2 separate regions of the Sus scrofa genome follow, and region 1 is linked to region 2. The links are chromatin contacts, called in public promoter capture Hi-C maps. All regions are on one chromosome and are shown on one strand. The core of a region is the stretch at or near the end of the contact, and the rest is flanking DNA. Distances in the headings are between cores, read along the strand shown. Region 1 holds the start of RABGAP1L (rab GTPase-activating protein 1-like). Region 2 holds the start of KLHL20 (kelch-like protein 20).

What was found. Promoter capture Hi-C pulls out the DNA fragments that hold promoters and counts their contacts.
Region 1: a promoter capture Hi-C map of liver shows a contact between it and region 2, with 2.7 times the contacts expected there. The contact joins the promoter of RABGAP1L here to the promoter of KLHL20 in region 2. A contact is called at or near these places in 1 of 5 promoter capture datasets (liver), 1 of 47 Hi-C or Micro-C datasets (heart right ventricle) and 1 of 2 datasets of contacts at active chromatin or transcription factors (skeletal muscle).

What each region holds. Positions count from the first base shown.
Region 1 is chr9:116,400,780-116,404,480 of Sscrofa11.1, reverse strand. RABGAP1L (rab GTPase-activating protein 1-like) reads right to left here and starts at 2,063. Exons shown (of 26, transcript XM_021102607.1): 1 at 1,871-2,063.
Region 2 is chr9:116,004,111-116,007,600 of Sscrofa11.1, reverse strand. KLHL20 (kelch-like protein 20) reads right to left here and starts at 2,039. Exons shown (of 12, transcript XM_005656716.3): 1 at 1,892-2,039; 2 at 934-997. The coding sequence starts at 956.

The DNA of each region.
Region 1 (3,701 bases), core at 814-3,313, 400 kb before region 2:
TTCCTTCACTTACTTCATGTCCCAATAACATTGGGGACCTTGTTTCTAGCTTTCCAGAATACAATATTGGCTATATAATACATTCACATATAAACACTGCCCAACTACATCCATTCCTCCCCACATGACTTGGTGTGGGTAATATCAGGGCACATTATTGCCTGGCTTAATAGAGACACCACACTTTTTTTTTTCTTTTCTGTCTTTTTGTCATTTCTTGGGCCGCTCCCTCGGCATATGGAGGTTCCCAGGCTAGGGGTCTAACCGGACCTACGCCAGAGCCACAGCAGCGTGGGATCCGAGCCACGTCTGCAACCTACACCACAGCTCATGACAATGCCGGATCGTTAACCCACTGAGCAAGGCCAGGGATCAAACCCACAACCTCATAGTTCCCAGTCGGATTCGTTAACCACTGAGCCACAAAGGGAACTCCAATAGAGACACGACTCTAACTCAAGAGTCTCAACTCACCCCCCCAACCACTGAGTGTTTAATATAATATGATGATAATGTATACATTAAATTTATCTGGTCTTTCTCCTTTGTAATTTCATTGTCAGTTTCACATAAGACTCTGTTGAGATAATGAATCACAGGCCAGTTTTCCAGTACTGGCAACTTGTGCACCAATATTTTCCATGGACAAAATCCACTTCCAATTTGCCCACAAGCAAACTTCATGTTTGTATCTTCTGACATCAGACTATTGGATATACTACAAAAGTGCAACAGAAGCCACACATAAACACTCATGAGAAAAGTCAGAAGGCTTTCGTGATAATTATGTTTTCAGAATTCTAACAGGCAACTACCTACTTCCCTCCATGTACAAGAAAATGTAAATGTATTTTTAAAAATCCCTTAAGTTTCCAGTACCAAACATTCAGACCCTGAAATCAGTTTCCAGACAGCACTGAAATCTGTCAGGCAAGCAAAAGTTCTCCTTACCATTAGCAATAATGAGGATGGCATTTCTCATTACTTACATGAAACCCTCAAGTCTGCAAGTGACCATCTAATTTTGGTACATTTCTAAGATAATCCTATCTGAGTGTACAAGGAGAATACACAAGCACCTGGACCCAGAAACAGACCCTGTCAGACCAGTCCCCTAACACCCGGCCACCTCCTGCTAGCCGGTGGCCCCTTTCCACATGCTGACGCACTGCCCAGCCCTGCACCGTTGGCGACCAGTGCAAAGTACTAGCCCAGTCTCAGAAACTTTGACTCAGTTATCAGGACACTGAGCACATACAACCTGGACAGGGGTTGTTTGACATGGCCAGGCGGTCAACTTTGAAGCGGGGCATTTCTTGCAGGTAGAGATCTGCCCAGGACGCAGCCCATCCCAGACTGCAAAACCACAAGCATCAACAGCAAGAGCGGAGCAAAGTGCCGCCGGGCGGAGACAGGCGGAGCGCGAGGGCGAGACCAGGTCAAGAACACATGTCTGAATGTGGGTAAGAAAATCCTAACCACTCGCCCCCGGACGTGGGGCTGCTGGGACTTCGAACCCGGCAGCAGCCACAGTGCAGCAGCGGGCGGCAGCGGCGGAGGCGGCGACAATGTCAGGAGGGCACAGCTGAAAGCGAGCACCCGTCACCACCCGCCCCAGGTGAGGGGCGCCGACCCAGCCTGCCGCCTGCCTGCTCGGGCCGCGGGGGGCGGCCACCGGGAGAACGGCGATGTCGGGGAAGCGACCGACAATCCTAAACCCTCCTCCCGAGTCCTCTCGCATCCCGTCCCGGGCCCGGCCCCCACCACAATCCTCCTCCGGCTCAGCCCCAGGGACAACACCCCCAGCCGGGCCGGCGGCTCCGGGCCGCCCGTCCGCCCACCGGCCCCTAGGAGGCCGCCCTCGCCTCACCTCCTCACGTCTCCGCGGACAGGGCCGGAACAACTCTACCAGGCGCTCGAGTCCCACCCGCCGCCCCGCGCTCTGCGGCCGGGCCCGTCCCGTTCACTCCACAGCCGCCGGAGCCCTAGGAGGGCGGAGGGAGTAAGGCGGAGGGAGCGGAGTGGGGAGGGGAGGAGGACCGCCCGGCAGGAAGAGGCGAGGGAGGGGCGGGCCGAGAAGGAGGAGGAGGGTCGGGAGCGCGCGCGTCCGGGCCCCTCGGCGCGGCGTGCGCGCTCCTGAGGGCAGAAGCACCTCCTCTGCTCAGGGCGGTGGGCGCGCATGCGCACACATGTCTCCGCCTGGCCGAGATTTCGCTGGTGCAGGGGAGAGAAGAGCTGGCAGACCTGGGTTGTTAGGGGTAGGGACCTGGAAAGCGGCAAGAGGCGCTCGCCGCGCTTCAGAGCCTTCCGGAGAGATAACTGCGCCCGTGAACCAGCCCGTGCTGGCTCGAGCCCCGAGCGACCTGGGCCGAGTTTCTGCCCAGAAGTTACTGAGCTCTTAGATAATTCTGAGTTTAAGGCAGTTGTGTTCTTGCTCATAAAGCCTGGTTTACAAATATTTTCAGTCTTAATGTCCCGTAATCCTCAGAGAAGTCAATTTAAAGAATGCTACCTTTTCTCACCAGTTTCTTGTCTTCGCCTCTTTCAGTGTCTTGTGTACTTAGGAAGCACCACCTTGCTGGTTCGTTTTGTGGGACTCCGGGGAGACTGAATAAGAAAATATCCTGCGAGTAAGGAACTGGAAACATGTATTTATGAAGAAAATGTACCCTCATTTGCACCTTTTTATCCTTTAGGGTAATAAATTGGGGGTACAAACTATTAAAGATAAAAATAAGCCAACTCGTTTTCATCTACTAGTATTTACTGATCCTTCAACTCTGAACATCCTCCTTCCTAGATCCTGCAGCCAGAAATGACCAGGAAATTTTCCAAATTTCCTCAGCACTTTGTTACTATACATTTGTGTCACCTAATATATTCAGCTTTCTCTAGGGAAATCTGTGCAAAATTTTCTCCCACTAGAGAATCTTTGAGAACCTGCTTCATTCATTTTTAATCTTCCATCATGCCTAGTATAGTGTCTGACCCATAGAAACTACTCCATAAATGTTATCATACACTGAAGCCAGAGTTAAGTGCAGGTCCAATGGTTTCCGTTCTAGAATGGCTTCTTTGGTTTAAAATTCTCCCTTTGTCCCACTTCATTTCTCCTGTACTCATTTCCCTACCTAAGTCCAAAAGCCACCCTGAGAAATGTGTCATTTGTCCAAAGAGCCTTCTCAAATTCTACACATGCACACACACACCTACCTTTTTCCTAATTTAAATGTCTGTAGATGCCAGGACATATCAAGAATATCACATCTATTTTGTGTTTCCCCCACCTTGCCAGAAAGTCCTTTAACCTCCTGAGAGTCTACCTAGCTCTGGACCTCAATAAATGCTAAACTTTTGATATTTAATAAAGTTAAGGTTAGAATAACTCAATTCATCTGTGTTTATTAATAAATAAGCCAACAAGTAGATTCTAAGTCTCTGCTAAATAAATTACTATTAAACTTAACTCTGGGCACCATAAGAAAGACAACAGATGAAAAAGACATAGTTTCTGCCTTCTGATACCTGCTAACTGAAAAAAGCTTTCTGGCAAAAAGGGCAACACTCTTGGGAGTTCCCGTCGTGGCTCGGTGGAAACCAATCTGACTAGTATCCATGAGGACGCAGGTTCAATCCCTGGCCTCCATCAGTGGGTTAGGGATCCGGCGTTGCTGAGATCTATGGTGTAGGTCACAGACATG
Region 2 (3,490 bases), core at 790-3,289:
AGCATTTGCAAACATTCATTACTCTCAATATCCTGGTCAGATATATTAGAGAAGAAAATTGGGGCACAGAGAAGATGAATAACTCAAGGGCAATCAAAAAAACTCAGTAATAGATTTGGAAAAATATTCATATTCTGGTTCTTGTTCCTTAGTTCTAAGTCATATCCCCATCATGGTATGCTTCTTTTCTTGAAAGGGTCTGCCAGAGCTGTTTATCTTTGATGTTAAACAAAAAATAATTAAATACAGTTCAATAAGAGTGAAATGAGTTTAAAAATGAAGAAATAGAACTGGGCTGACTTTATTTCAATAACGATTTGAGTCCTATTTGTTAAAACAGATTGAGAAAAAGCATTACTAAATTCTAGGGTTGAGAAGGTCTATAAGTGTCTATATTTTCCCACACACTGTTCTATTTTTCTATGGACTAAGTTATTATGTCAAATACCTTTTTTAGTCTTCTAACAATCTTCCCTGCAATGCAGCTATTTTAATTCAAAGAACAAATGTATTAATGAACATGAGTGACATAACCAAAACCATAATTAGACATTCAGTACAGCGTATTATAAAAAATCATTATTCTTATATGGCAACAGAACCCTCTGTATTCTACAGGGAATTGAAGACTATAACTAATCTGTATAGTATCACAGTACGCATAATATTATCACAAAAAAATTACAACGCAAAAAAGAAAATTGAAGTGTTAACTACATAAAGCTCAAAGCACTCTTTAGAAATTTAAGTTCTACATTTTATTTTATTTAAAAAGCTATTAATTCCTAATATTACCTTTATTTTACAAGAATTTTTAATTCTAAACAGAATTTGGTAAGATTTGACAATCTTTTAAAAAGATTTAAATGAAGCCCTAGATTATTACGTAAATTTCATTTATTGAAACAGAAGATTTTCTTCCTAAATGCCTACCTGCGCATTGGCTTTCCTTCCATGCACCATGAAAAGTACCCTTCACCACACTCTAAAGCCGAACCTAAGACAACAGAAAAGCAGTAACTTAATAAAAACTATTTCTGATTTCTCCAGTAACAATCTCTACACATTCATCTTGTTCAGTGATAAAGAATTTTATATCCTACCATACGAAAGGCCTTTTGCAGATGCACAATCACAACCCTTAGCTAGCACCTTTAAGATGACCACCCTCACTCTGAACGCTAAAACGATTATATGGGAAGGTGAGAAAAGGTGCGCTAAATAGTCCCCCGACTGCTAGGTTAGTCTTCTCTCTTCAAAAAGTGCTTGGAGACATTTAACTTTGACAGAGTATTTACCAGATACCCCCAGCAGTACAAATACGATCAATCAGATAGAGAACACACGGGCTTAACGAGGGATATGAAAGCTCTTAGCTTGCCCAGAAGTGACAAGAAGCAGGAATAGGCACTTGCCATAAAAACAAACCAACTTCCCTTGCGATAGCCCGGGCTCCTAGAACAGAGTAGACAAACTATGGCTTCAGACTAACAGTCCCTCTACAAGCCCTTCCCCTCAGTTCCCGAAACAATGTTCATCACCCACTTGGCAAAGTCTTGAGGGTTAAGCGGGACGCACCGTATCCACTTTCTTTCCCCTAAATTCCGCCCCCGGTCTAGGGAAGCTGTCCAGGGTGCGGAACCCCACGCCCTAAGGCAGAACAGCCCAGCGCCGCCACGGGCTCCGGGGTAGGGTTGCCAGCCAGCTCGAGCGCAGTCAGGTGCCCCGCAAGGCCCAGCCCCAGTGCCCCGAACAGCCCCTTCTTGGTGCCTACTGACAAGCAGCGTGCAAAGCACGGCCCCTACCCACCTGGGCAGCCCAGCAATTTAGAACCGCAGATATTGCAAACCACTTGCTTCCCACTGCCCCAGCTCTAAGGCGGCTAACCTACCGGCTCCAACACTTTCTTGTCTTCCGTAGCCTCTTCTGCTTCCTCCTTTCGGCACCTCCACCCTTTTCTCTGCAGACGCTAGCGCAAGCAGGATGCGGCTCCCGGAGCGATTTCCTCCCCACCCTCGCTCCACTGCACCAGCAGGAAGTTGTCCTGTTCCTAAATACTTCCCTCTGGAACCCACATACTCCGACAAAGGGTTCCGGAGCAGATCAGGAAGTAGCCTTGCCCTGCTGGGGGCTTGGGTACTCTCAAAGACTGCATGTGCAGTTATCCAGTTCCTTGCACCCCGAGAGTGACCACTGTGCGAGTTCATCACTGAACTGGCAGTATCCGAATACTGAAGTCTCCTCCTCTCTTCGTTTTCCCCAGCAGAAGCCAATAGAAAGATGATAGGAGTCATGGAAAGCCAGGAATTTTGATTTATTTGTAGCTGGTGGTCTCCTATTAGCACAATCTTTCCTCTAATTGTGGACCGAATGATTGACACATGCATGTATGGGGTTTACACAAATTAGGTCCCTACTATGTGCAAGCTGCTGAGGATCCACAGACAAATCATAAACAGAGGCAACCTCCTAGATTTTCCACTGTTTAGGTTTCAAAACACCAGGGTTTTATTCAGGATGGCTATGTTAGCTTGCCCTTTCACTTAGCATTCACCAACAGACATTTAACAAAACACTTCTGTGTACCCACTTTAGCATTAGGTAGGAAAAAATATATTTTTCAATTTGTCATTTGGCCCATTTTCCTACAGCACACAGTCACAAAATTTTCACTCTATGTTTAGGAAACAAACAGGTGACAGTGTGGGGGATGCAATTATCAGTAATATCAGTGAAAGACTGTTGTTGGTTTCTTGTTGACTATATAGGCTAAGCATGAACTTAACCAGATTTTCATGGGATCTACATAGGATTGTCTAGTTGTTTCTGAACGGGAAAGTATACCTTTTGTTAATTAGCTTGTAGTGGGAAATGCATGGTATTTAGATCCAGGTATTCATAGTTTCAAATCCCAGGCCTGTGACTGACTAGCTTTAAGATCATGTTGTATATCCGGGAGTTCCTGTTGTGGCACAGTGGAAACAAATCTGACTAGGAACTATGAGGTTGCGGGTTCAATTACTGGCGTCGCTTAGTGGGTTAAGGATCCGGTGTTGCCATGATTTGTGGTATAGGTTGCAGATATGGCTCGAATCCAGGGTTGCTGTGGTTGTGGTGTAGGCCTGTGATTACAGCTCAGATTCAATCCCTAGCCTGGGAACCTCCATATGCTGCAGGTGTGACCCTAAAAAGAAAGAAAAAAAAAAAAAGGAAGAAATATCATGTTGTATATCTGGCACTTCGTAGGCACTCAACAAATGTCAGTTTTTCCTCCTCTCCTTTAAATGGACTCAACACTTACTGTATACCAAGTACCATGCTAGACCTTGGAAATACAGTTGTGAATGAGATGGACACCACCCTGAAGTGCTAGTGATCATTTATGTAGTTATGAAGGTTGACTGTCAACATTTTTTTTTTTCCATTTTAGGGCCACACCCACAGCATACGAAAGTTCCCAGGCTAGGGGTTGAATCAGAGCTGCGGCTGC